Linked DNA regions of Pan troglodytes: region 1 is linked to region 2. Evidence: chromatin contacts called from public Hi-C data. All regions are on one chromosome and are shown on one strand. Each heading gives the region's core, a stretch centred on a gene start, on an enhancer-like site or on the middle of the called end of the contact. The rest is flanking DNA. Distances are from core to core; before and after follow the strand shown.

Region 1 (4,440 bases), core at 451-2,950, 370 kb before region 2:
CGTGAAATATAGAAAGAGGAAATTCCCTAAAGTGTATCCTATAGGAAAAAAATATCTCACAAATTACAAAAAAAGAGTATCTGGTCCATGCCTGTGTGGAGCTGGTACAGCCCTGAATCGGGTGTGGTTGCAGCTCAGGCTTCTACAGTTTCGGCTGTCAAGCCCACCATCTGCTTGCTTTGCCTTCAAAGCATTGATAGAAACTCCAATCAGCCTTCTAGCTCCTCTCAGAGTCCCAGCTGAGAAAAGTGTTATTCAGGGACATCTAAGAATCCTGATTGCCATCCAGTCTACTAGGCCCCTAGAGCTCTATCTTTGGATCAAGTTGGAGACCAGAAACCTGCTCATTTGTGCTGTATTTATTTAGCCAAGGTTAGGAGTTATTCAGCACACGTGTGGGCCGTCATCTGCCCTCTGCCTATGGCAGGCATCTCTAACGTAGTGTAGCCTCTTTTTTGCCCAGCTTAGATGTGGTCTTGAATCCTTCTCAAGATGAGACTCTGTGAGCCCACCACCAGACAACTGGAATGGGCACTAGACAGGTGCCCCTTTGCTTCACTTTTTTGCTCTGGCCCTGGCAATTTTGCAACTCTGTTTGCTCTCACAGTTGACAGTGAACTTCTGTTCTCATTGACCCCTTATAAAGAGCCCTGAGTGCAGAATTTATTTGAAAATGAAGCATCTGGAAAATTCTTCTCTCCTTTGAAGAACTGTATACTCCAGTGAAGTGAGGCTTTGTCATTAATCGTCATCCCCTTTTCACTCTTGCTGCCAGGAAGCTGTGAGTCAGATTTCAAAGCTCAATGGTAGCAAACAAAATGAGCCTTATAATTGCCCTATTTGCAGCTTCCTTTTTTCTTGTCCAGAGTTTTTGTTTTTATCATTTGTGGTTTGGGTGGTGAACTGCCTTCTATCAGTGAGGCAAAGGTATAAATAAATAAATAAACCAGTTTTAAAACCATGCACCCAATTGTGGTGTCTTATCAACGCTAGCCTCAGTCTGAGAGCACGTTTTGTTTTCCTTCATGCTTAAAAACAAATCCATGCCTTTGCATGCTACCTAAGAAGAAAGATTGGCTGCCAGAACAATGTAACTAGAGCTGGAAAGGGGAAATAAAACTGGGTTGATGGACCTGGATATATGAGATCTTTATTTTCTGCCTTGTGAGAATGTTGTTGCAGCCCCATTTTACAGGTAAGTGAGGGCAGATGCAGCTTCCTGGGGCCACCAGAGTGTGACTGAGTGATGTGTCACTCCTGAGCCCTGCCTCCAGTCCGCTTTGGCGTGTAATCTTGTGCAACCTTTTTTATTTCAAAAGTGCTTCTGCACTCCCCGGTCATTCCAGTGCTGCTGGTGAGCACACTTCATTTCTACTTTGTTTAGCGATCAGAACCGCCACGACTTTCGAAAAGCATGAAATCTCTAAATGAAGGAATGCAAAGTACTTGCCTTCCAACCCCCCTAATATGGAGAAACAATCTGAATACACAAAATTAGAAAAACATACACAGAATGGTTGTTTAAAATTCACAGCTGTCAACATCAAGTATTTTGTATGAGAGAAAGAATGTAAGAAACATCAGGTTAACAAAATAGCTGCAGATGGATCGCTTCGCGCAGAGGACTAGGCTGGCATTGTCTGTGCCCTGTTTTGCGGAGGTTCATTTGCATTGCAGGACAAAGGTTCGCTGTTGGAGACCCTTTCTGTCCATCCTCCTCCTCCAAAAGGCACCTCGCCATCCGCAGTGAAGATAGGCCACCTCCCTCCTCCCATCAGAAACCTACAGGAACGAACACAAATCTGTTATTTTAACACAACGTGGGCACAAAGTGGTGTTTTCATTCCGAATAAAGCTGGGGGAAGCTGAAGAATAGGGCCTTTTATTTGCAGAAGATACTCAAAGGAAGCAAGATTGAACCGTAGGCCAGCGTATAAGAATAAAGTTGTTAGAGATTTTGCAGCCTGTGGCCTGGGAGCTCCACTCTAAGTTCCCTGTCAGCTTGGAGCACTTTGCATCAGAATGCATAATTGCATCTGTTCATTACATTTTTAGCCTAGTCCTCCAACATAGAATAAATTCATCTTCCTCCCACTTTTCAGACTGCCTGGGAGAGGAGACTTTTTTTTCAATTTAATAAACATGATTGACAACAGAAAATGTAGATTTACTTTCTATTATGACTGTATATTGGCGTCCAGAACGCAGACATGTATTTTGCTGATGATTATACGGCAGCCCATTAGCAATTGCATTCATTCCACAAATTCTAAGGGCCCTGTTTTATGATTCTTGTAAGAAGTAGCTTGAAAGTGGCACAAAGAAATATTTAAAAATACTCAGAGGCTAAGGACGTTTTAAGCACTGTATCTAAAGTGGCAGAGATGGCATTTCAATGGTAAAGGCCAGCCGCTAAGACCAGTACTGTTGAACTCTGGGCCTCCAATCCCTGGACTGTATTAAGGGGGTTGAGCTGGAAGAGGATCAATGTTTTGCCAGTACCTTTGAACCGGGAACCCTTGAGTTTTAAATCTGCTATTGCCCCACCAGACAGCTGCCTCTGCCTCTGCCCAAGGTCACGGATTGACAGTGAGACAACTGGGACGGACACCCTGACTTACCTGGAGAAGAGGTTAGAATAGTGGGAGGGAACCTGGGGAATCTAGCCCGTCTCTTCCTTCCCTCTCTCTCTTTGGTCGGCCCCGGAAAAAGTGGGTGAAAGTCTGCCTTCCCCATTTGGGTGGAGGCATAGCACAGGAAAGATGACTTTAACTAAAGCTGAGAGACCAGGAGGACGATGTGATTTCTGAGGCCATGGCATGAGGCGCCATGAGTCTGGGGGTGGTGGCTGTCCAGTCCTGCTCTGGACGGTGGTCCCATGATGTAACTGAGGGCCTTGACACCAGCTCTTTAAATCAGGGGTGCTTTAGGGGCCCCCTGCTGCCATGGTTTCTAATGGCCTTAATCCCAGGCCTGAGGGGCACGTTAAATAATTTTTCTTTTTTAACCACCTAAGAAACTCTCATGTTTGAGTAGAAAAGAGAGAAAAAAAGCAAATCTTCCAGAGCATACATAATCTCCTCTTGATCTGGTCTTCTCGGGGGCTCTGACTGGCAAAACTAAGCCTGCAGGATGGTTCTGAGAAGAGTGTGAGAATCTCCCTGCCTCCATCTGGGAGAGCACACTGAGGAGGCCCGTGGCATCTTCAGAGCCCTAAGCTCAGACTCTTCTCTAACAGCTGTAGAGACACATATGAGCCTTGATGTCGTGCGGTCATATATCTTCCTCCAAATGAGAGGTCAGATGAGATCATCGGGGTGAAAGAGCTTTGTAAACTAGAGAGCACTGGACAAATGTCAGTCTGTTTTCATTATTAACAGGGAGCACGGGCTCTCTCCTGCCAAGGAGCCTATTAAAATATTTTTTTATCTGAGTTCTTTTTCTTTTTTTAAATTGTTAGCAAATATTTACTCAGAGCCTACCAATGGCCAGGCAGAGCCTACCACTGGCCAGGCACTTTACAAACATAAATCAGATCATGTCACTCTCCGGGTTGAAACACTCCAAGGCGCCCCGTCACACCTAGAATAACATGAAAAGTCTTCACTGTGGCCTGGAAGGCGGCACGTGATGGGGGCCAGCAGCCTCTCCCTCCTCAATTCCCTCCATCTGCCCCCTTTTTCCTCTGCTCTGGCTGGGATGCCCACCTTGCTGCTCCTCAAACATGTCAAGTTCATTTTCACCTTAGGCCTTTGTCCACACTGTTGAATCTTCCTGGAAAACACTCCACTCCACCCAGGTCTCTGTTCAAACGTCACTTCTCCAAAGAAGTCATCTTTGACCACATCTCTAAAATGTCCTCCTTCCACACTAATACTCTTTGTCCCCACACCCCGCCTTAAGGCTCTTCATAGCCCACATCCTAATCTGAAATGATTGAAGATGTTTGTGTGTGTGTGCCTGTGTGTGTGCGTGTATATGTGTGTGTGTATATATATATATGTTTATTGCTGTCTCATCCACTAGAACACATGCTCTGTAAGGCATGTTTTGCCTGTTACTGCATGCCCAGACTCTAGAATAGCACCTGGCACATAGTAAGTGGTCAGTTAATACTAATGGTATAAATACAAAGAGCTGGGAATGCAGAGATGAGAAGAAATCAAGGGGCTTATAGTTCTGTCCTTGATCTGATGGGATTTGCCTCAAAAGGAAAGCAAGAATAATTAATAACTCAATGCTTATGCTTCAGTGGAAAAGACTCAGACACTCAAGTTATTTCATTTTCATAAGAAGGCTTGCCCAAGCTTGAGGATCTGGTTCCTGAGGTCTTCTTTGAGCCAAGACTGTTGGTGTGAGATGTATGAGCACCAGGGTCCACAGATGAGTCAGGTAAGAGACTGCGGGGGACACAATGGAAGAGCCACCCAGCTCCTAGCA
Region 2 (4,687 bases), core at 1,480-3,979:
TGAAGTGCGAGGCGCAGCCCCCAGAACCTGGCGGGCCGCGGGCCCTGGGCACACGTCGGGCAGCCGTTCCCGGTGCGCATCCGGCGCACGCGCGCCAAGCGTGTGCGATGGACAGACACCTTCTCCGAACACTCCCCGCTCCCTGGGCTGCATTGAGAGGGCCTGCAGTCAGTCTCCAAAGCGCTTTGTGCGCTGGGAATGTTGAAAGAAGGCAAGATGATGGAGAAGCTTCTGCGTGAAGCGCGTTCGTGCGCGCGACTTTCCCAAATCTACTTCTGTGCACCTGCTTTTCTTCCCTGTGCGAGTGTGTCACTCTGACCCATTTAATCTGTTGGATTAAAAATCCCTGGAAAAGGTTCAGCTGCCCTCGGACCCTCGAGTTCAGCCCACAGCCGGGCTCCACTTGACCTGTGGAGTTGGGGGACCAGCGCCACGTTGGGACGCGGCTGCCTGGGACGCTGAGTCTCGACGTGGCGCGCAGATGGCCCGGAAAGACCAGGGCTGTTCTCAATTGGAAAGTAGGGTAGCCAGGAGGCCGCTTCGGCTCGAGGCCTGGGGAGCCTGGAGGGATCTAATATGCGAGGTTCTTGGGTGCACGTCTGGGTCTGGAGGTTCATCCCCTGGGCTGTGGGCGCCCCCCCCCCCCCCACCCGCCGGCGTGACTGAGTCCCTAAGAGCCGCCTGGCCCTTCCCTGTCCTCTTTCTCGCCGCCCGCAGTCCGACGCAGACAGGTCGATAGCTGGTTAATGCAGAAGGAGCATCTCCGAGGCTCATTATTGTTTTTTCTTTTCCTTCTGAAAAAAGCTAAATTAAATATCGGGAGTCTCACTCGGTCACTTACAGCGCAGCCCCATTCCCCCCACCTCGGAATCTCGCTCTCAGCTCCTCCTGGTCTGGTGCCACCACTTTGTACAAACACTATGACTTCAGGGCCGTCGAGGCTCGAGGTCTGACACCTAGGACACATCCCGGAAAATAACGTTACTCTCAATTTTGTAACCCCAAGTTTCTTCGCGTGAAAGTGAGCCCAACATTCCCTATGCCACTCTCTGTGAGGTTTAACGGGAAACGAAATCAGGCGTCGAAGAGATATTTCAAAGCCAGGGCGGCCCCTGATGACGCCTCCTCCGGCGAGGCTCCTGAGAAGCCACCAGGCTCCCCAGCACCAGGCAGAGGCGGAAGAGAAGGTGATAGGGAAACTACTCAGATGCAGTCTGGGAATACCCCACTTTCCCTCATTGCCCCCAAAACCTGGTCCTCCCAAAACTTTCCCTTGTTTCCTCCCCGCCCCCATCCCGCCCGCGCAAGGTTTTTGGCGTTCACACCTACTAGGGCCGTGGGCTTGTGCCAAGACCCACGGAAAGAGGTGGGAGGTGGGAAGTGGGAGGTGGGCGGTGGGGGTGGGATCAAAACTGGGTGTCTGCCGTGGAGGTGGAAGAATTTTTCATTCCAGAGCTGGGCTCCCCAGAGCTGTGATCAGAGACAGCCGGGGCCAAGACCCTCTGATCTCCTCTGATCCCGCCACTCTGGTGGAATTCGAATTCGATTCCTGGATCCATCCATGCAAGGTGACGGTTTCCGCCTCCGAGCTGGGGCTGGCCACTCCACCGCAGAGTCACCACCCCCGTTTTGTCTCCGGGGCGTGCTCACTGCAGGCCTGGCCGGCTTGTGGGTCGCCGCCGCGGCCTAAAGCTCTGAGCCCCCAGCCGCGGCAATGCTGGGAATTTCAATGCCGCTATCGACTGCACGCCCTAATCCGTGAAGGTGGGCGCCCGATCCTGAGATTTCAAGTTTGATTTAGGAAATATCCCATCATTAAACCAAAACTCTTGCTTTCCATACCCACCGGAGGCGGTGGGAGGATCCTTGCAGAGAGAAAAGAGGTTAGCGCCGGGACCAGGAGAAGGGGTAGGGGTCGCGCAAGGAAGGATCTCCACAGACGAAAACGCCAATACAGAAACTTCTCGAAGAGCTCTTCAAAAGTTCCTAGGGCCTCTGTCCCCCGGCGCCCTGCTCCTCCCCCATTCCCAGCCGCCTGGGGCGCGGGCCTGCTTCACCGATTTGTGGCGGCTCCCTACCCTTCCAGCGCCCCCGGGCTGCCACCCTTCAGCCCCCGGAGCCAGCCCGCCATTTTTAGTAAGGGATTCGCACACGGACCCGGGGGCGGCGTTAAGTGGCTAATCTCTGGGTTTGGTCCTGCTGGGTTGGGGGCTGCCTCGCCCCCGCAGGGCACCGAGGTGGCCTCTGAAGACTCTGTTAGGACGCACTCCCTCGCTCCCCACCCCCACGCCGGCTGCTAGCTCCCTCCCTAAGCTGCTGAAAGTGGCCGGGAGTCGAGAGGTGCGAGCTGTAAAAGGGGCCCGGGCACAGGGGAGCTCCCGGAGCCAGCCTCGGCCCAGGTCCCGCGCCTCAGCCTGGGGACAGGCTCGGAGGGGCGGGAGGCGGGAGGGGCGAGCTGACCCTGCACTCACCCAGTCCCCGCGCCTCTCGCTCCCCCGCCCGGCGCGAGCAGGAGGGGGCGGGCAGGGACTCGCGGCGCTCCGGCTCCCGCCCCTGCCCCGCCCCGCCCCGCGCGCGGGATCCGCGGGGGTGGGCGGCCTCGCCCGTAAGGCGCCCAGGCGATTGGCGACTCGGGGAAGAGACGCGGGGAAAAGTCGAATAAGAGGGCGCGACGTCAGACCCGAGATTTGGGGAAAGGCGAGGGAGGGGGTGGAAGGGCGGGGATGGACAGACAGACACGGACACACACCCCCCGCGCGGCACCCTAAGTGTCCACAACTTTTGGCTGCCTTACTTAGCCCAGGGCGCAGAGGCTGGAAAGGTTGGGGGGAGTATCGTGTGAGTAAAGAGAGAGATTTAAAAAATAGAAGTAGTGAGAAAGGAAGAAGTGAAGGGAACGGACCGGAGAGCAAAAGCCCTCCTGAGAAAGGGAAAGAGAAGGGGAGAGGAGAAAGGAGAGTTTCATAGCGTCCAGGGCAGTGCAGGAGCCCGAAGGAGCGGAAGCGATCCTGGGGGGAAGAGGAGTGCGGAGAGGGGAGGGGAGAGGAAGGGCGAGGAGGGGGAGTGAAAACTAGAGGAGGGCGAAGGAAGCGAGGCGCGACACTGCTGGGGAGAGGAGGGCAGTGAGGAGCGAGGAGCGGGCAGAGGCAGCTCCCGCGGCCGAGAGGAGGGAGCGCGGCGCAGAGAGGAGGGGCTTGCGCTCAGTAGAAATGTCAATCAGAGCCCGGAGCCCCGGGAATCTCCGCCAATCTGTTCGGACCTGACCTGGCTCCTCGCCGCCGCCGTCGCCGCCGCGGAGCAGATCAATAGGCGAACGCGGAGCACAGCGCAGCGCGGGCGGCAGCGCGGCCCCAAGCCCGGCCCAGCCCCCGATGCGCGCCGGAGCCCGCGGGCGGCGCTGAGCTGGGCGGCCCGGGGGTCGGGCCCCCTCTCCGTCGGTGCCCCGCGGGCCACCATGTCCTTCCCCCAGCTGGGATACCAATACATCCGCCCGCTTTACCCGTCCGAGCGCCCGGGGGCCGCTGGCGGCAGCGGCGGCAGCGCGGGGGCCCGGGGCGGCCCGGGTGCCGGAGCCTCGGAGCTGGCCGCCTCGGGGTCCCTGTCCAACGTGCTCTCGTCCGTGTACGGGGCGCCCTACGCCGCGGCCGCTGCGGCCGCCGCCGCCCAAGGCTACGGCGCCTTCCTGCCCTACGCCGCGGAGCTGCCCATCTTCCCGCAGCTGGTAAGAGCCCGCGGAGCCAGGGAAGGAGGGGTTGGCGCTGGGGCGCAGGGCGAGCTGAGCGCGCGGGGGCCGGACTAGAGGGGTGCAGGCCAGGAGGGGGGAGGCAGCGACGGCTGGGGCTCACCCGCGCTCCCTCCGCGCGTGTTCCTTCCTTCTCCATGTGCGTACAGGGCGCGCAGTATGAGCTGAAGGACAGCCCCGGGGTGCAGCATCCGGCCGCGGCTGCCGCGTTTCCGCACCCGCACCCCGCCTTCTACCCGTATGGCCAGTACCAGTTCGGGGACCCGTCCCGTCCCAAGAACGCCACCAGGGAGAGCACCAGCACGCTCAAGGCCTGGCTCAACGAGCACCGCAAGAACCCCTACCCCACCAAGGGCGAGAAGATCATGCTGGCCATCATCACCAAGATGACCCTCACCCAGGTGTCCACCTGGTTCGCCAACGCGCGCCGGCGCCTCAAGAAGGAGAATAAGATGACTTGGGCGCCTCGCAGCCGCACTGACGAGGAGGGAAACGCTTATGGGAGCGAGCGCGAGGAGGAAGACGAAGAGGAGGACGAGGAGGACGGCAAACGCGAGCTAGAGCTGGAGGAGGAGGAGCTCGGGGGGGAGGAGGAGGACACGGGGGGCGAGGGCCTGGCTGACGACGACGAGGACGAGGAGATCGATTTGGAGAACTTAGACGGCGCGGCCACCGAGCCTGAGCTGTCCTTGGCTGGGGCGGCGCGCAGGGATGGCGACCTAGGCCTGGGACCCATTTCGGACTCCAAAAATAGCGACTCGGAAGATAGCTCTGAGGGCTTAGAGGACCGGCCACTACCAGTCCTGAGTCTGGCTCCAGCGCCACCACCAGTGGCCGTGGCCTCGCCGTCTCTGCCGTCGCCCCCCGTGAGCCTGGACCCTTGCGCTCCCGCACCAGCCCCCGCCTCCGCCCTGCAGAAGCCCAAGATCTGGTCCCTCGCGGAGA

Evidence for each region. Hi-C and Micro-C count contacts between places; a contact is called where the count stands out from the background.
Region 1: a contact with region 2 is called in a Hi-C map of stem cell-derived neural progenitor cells, with 4 times the contacts expected there. The contact joins the enhancer-like site here to the promoter of IRX3 in region 2. A contact is called at or near these places in 2 of 7 Hi-C or Micro-C datasets (induced pluripotent stem cells and stem cell-derived neural progenitor cells) and 1 of 1 datasets of contacts at active chromatin or transcription factors (stem cell-derived excitatory neurons).

What each region holds. Positions count from the first base shown.
Region 1 is chr18:52,601,916-52,606,355 of NHGRI_mPanTro3-v2.0_pri, reverse strand. No RefSeq gene overlaps it. Among named protein-coding and RNA genes, the nearest start is that of IRX5, 280 kb to the left of the region's middle. Within about 2 kb of position 1,700, at least 8 of the 24 cell types and tissues checked have an H3K27ac peak or open chromatin away from gene starts, as enhancers often do. A contact at or near this core is called in stem cell-derived neural progenitor cells, where this site is marked.
Region 2 is chr18:52,232,392-52,237,078 of NHGRI_mPanTro3-v2.0_pri, reverse strand. It overlaps IRX3 (iroquois homeobox 3), which reads left to right and starts at 2,729. Exons shown (of 4, transcript XM_016929854.3): 1 at 2,729-3,721; 2 at 3,892-4,687. The coding sequence starts at 3,455.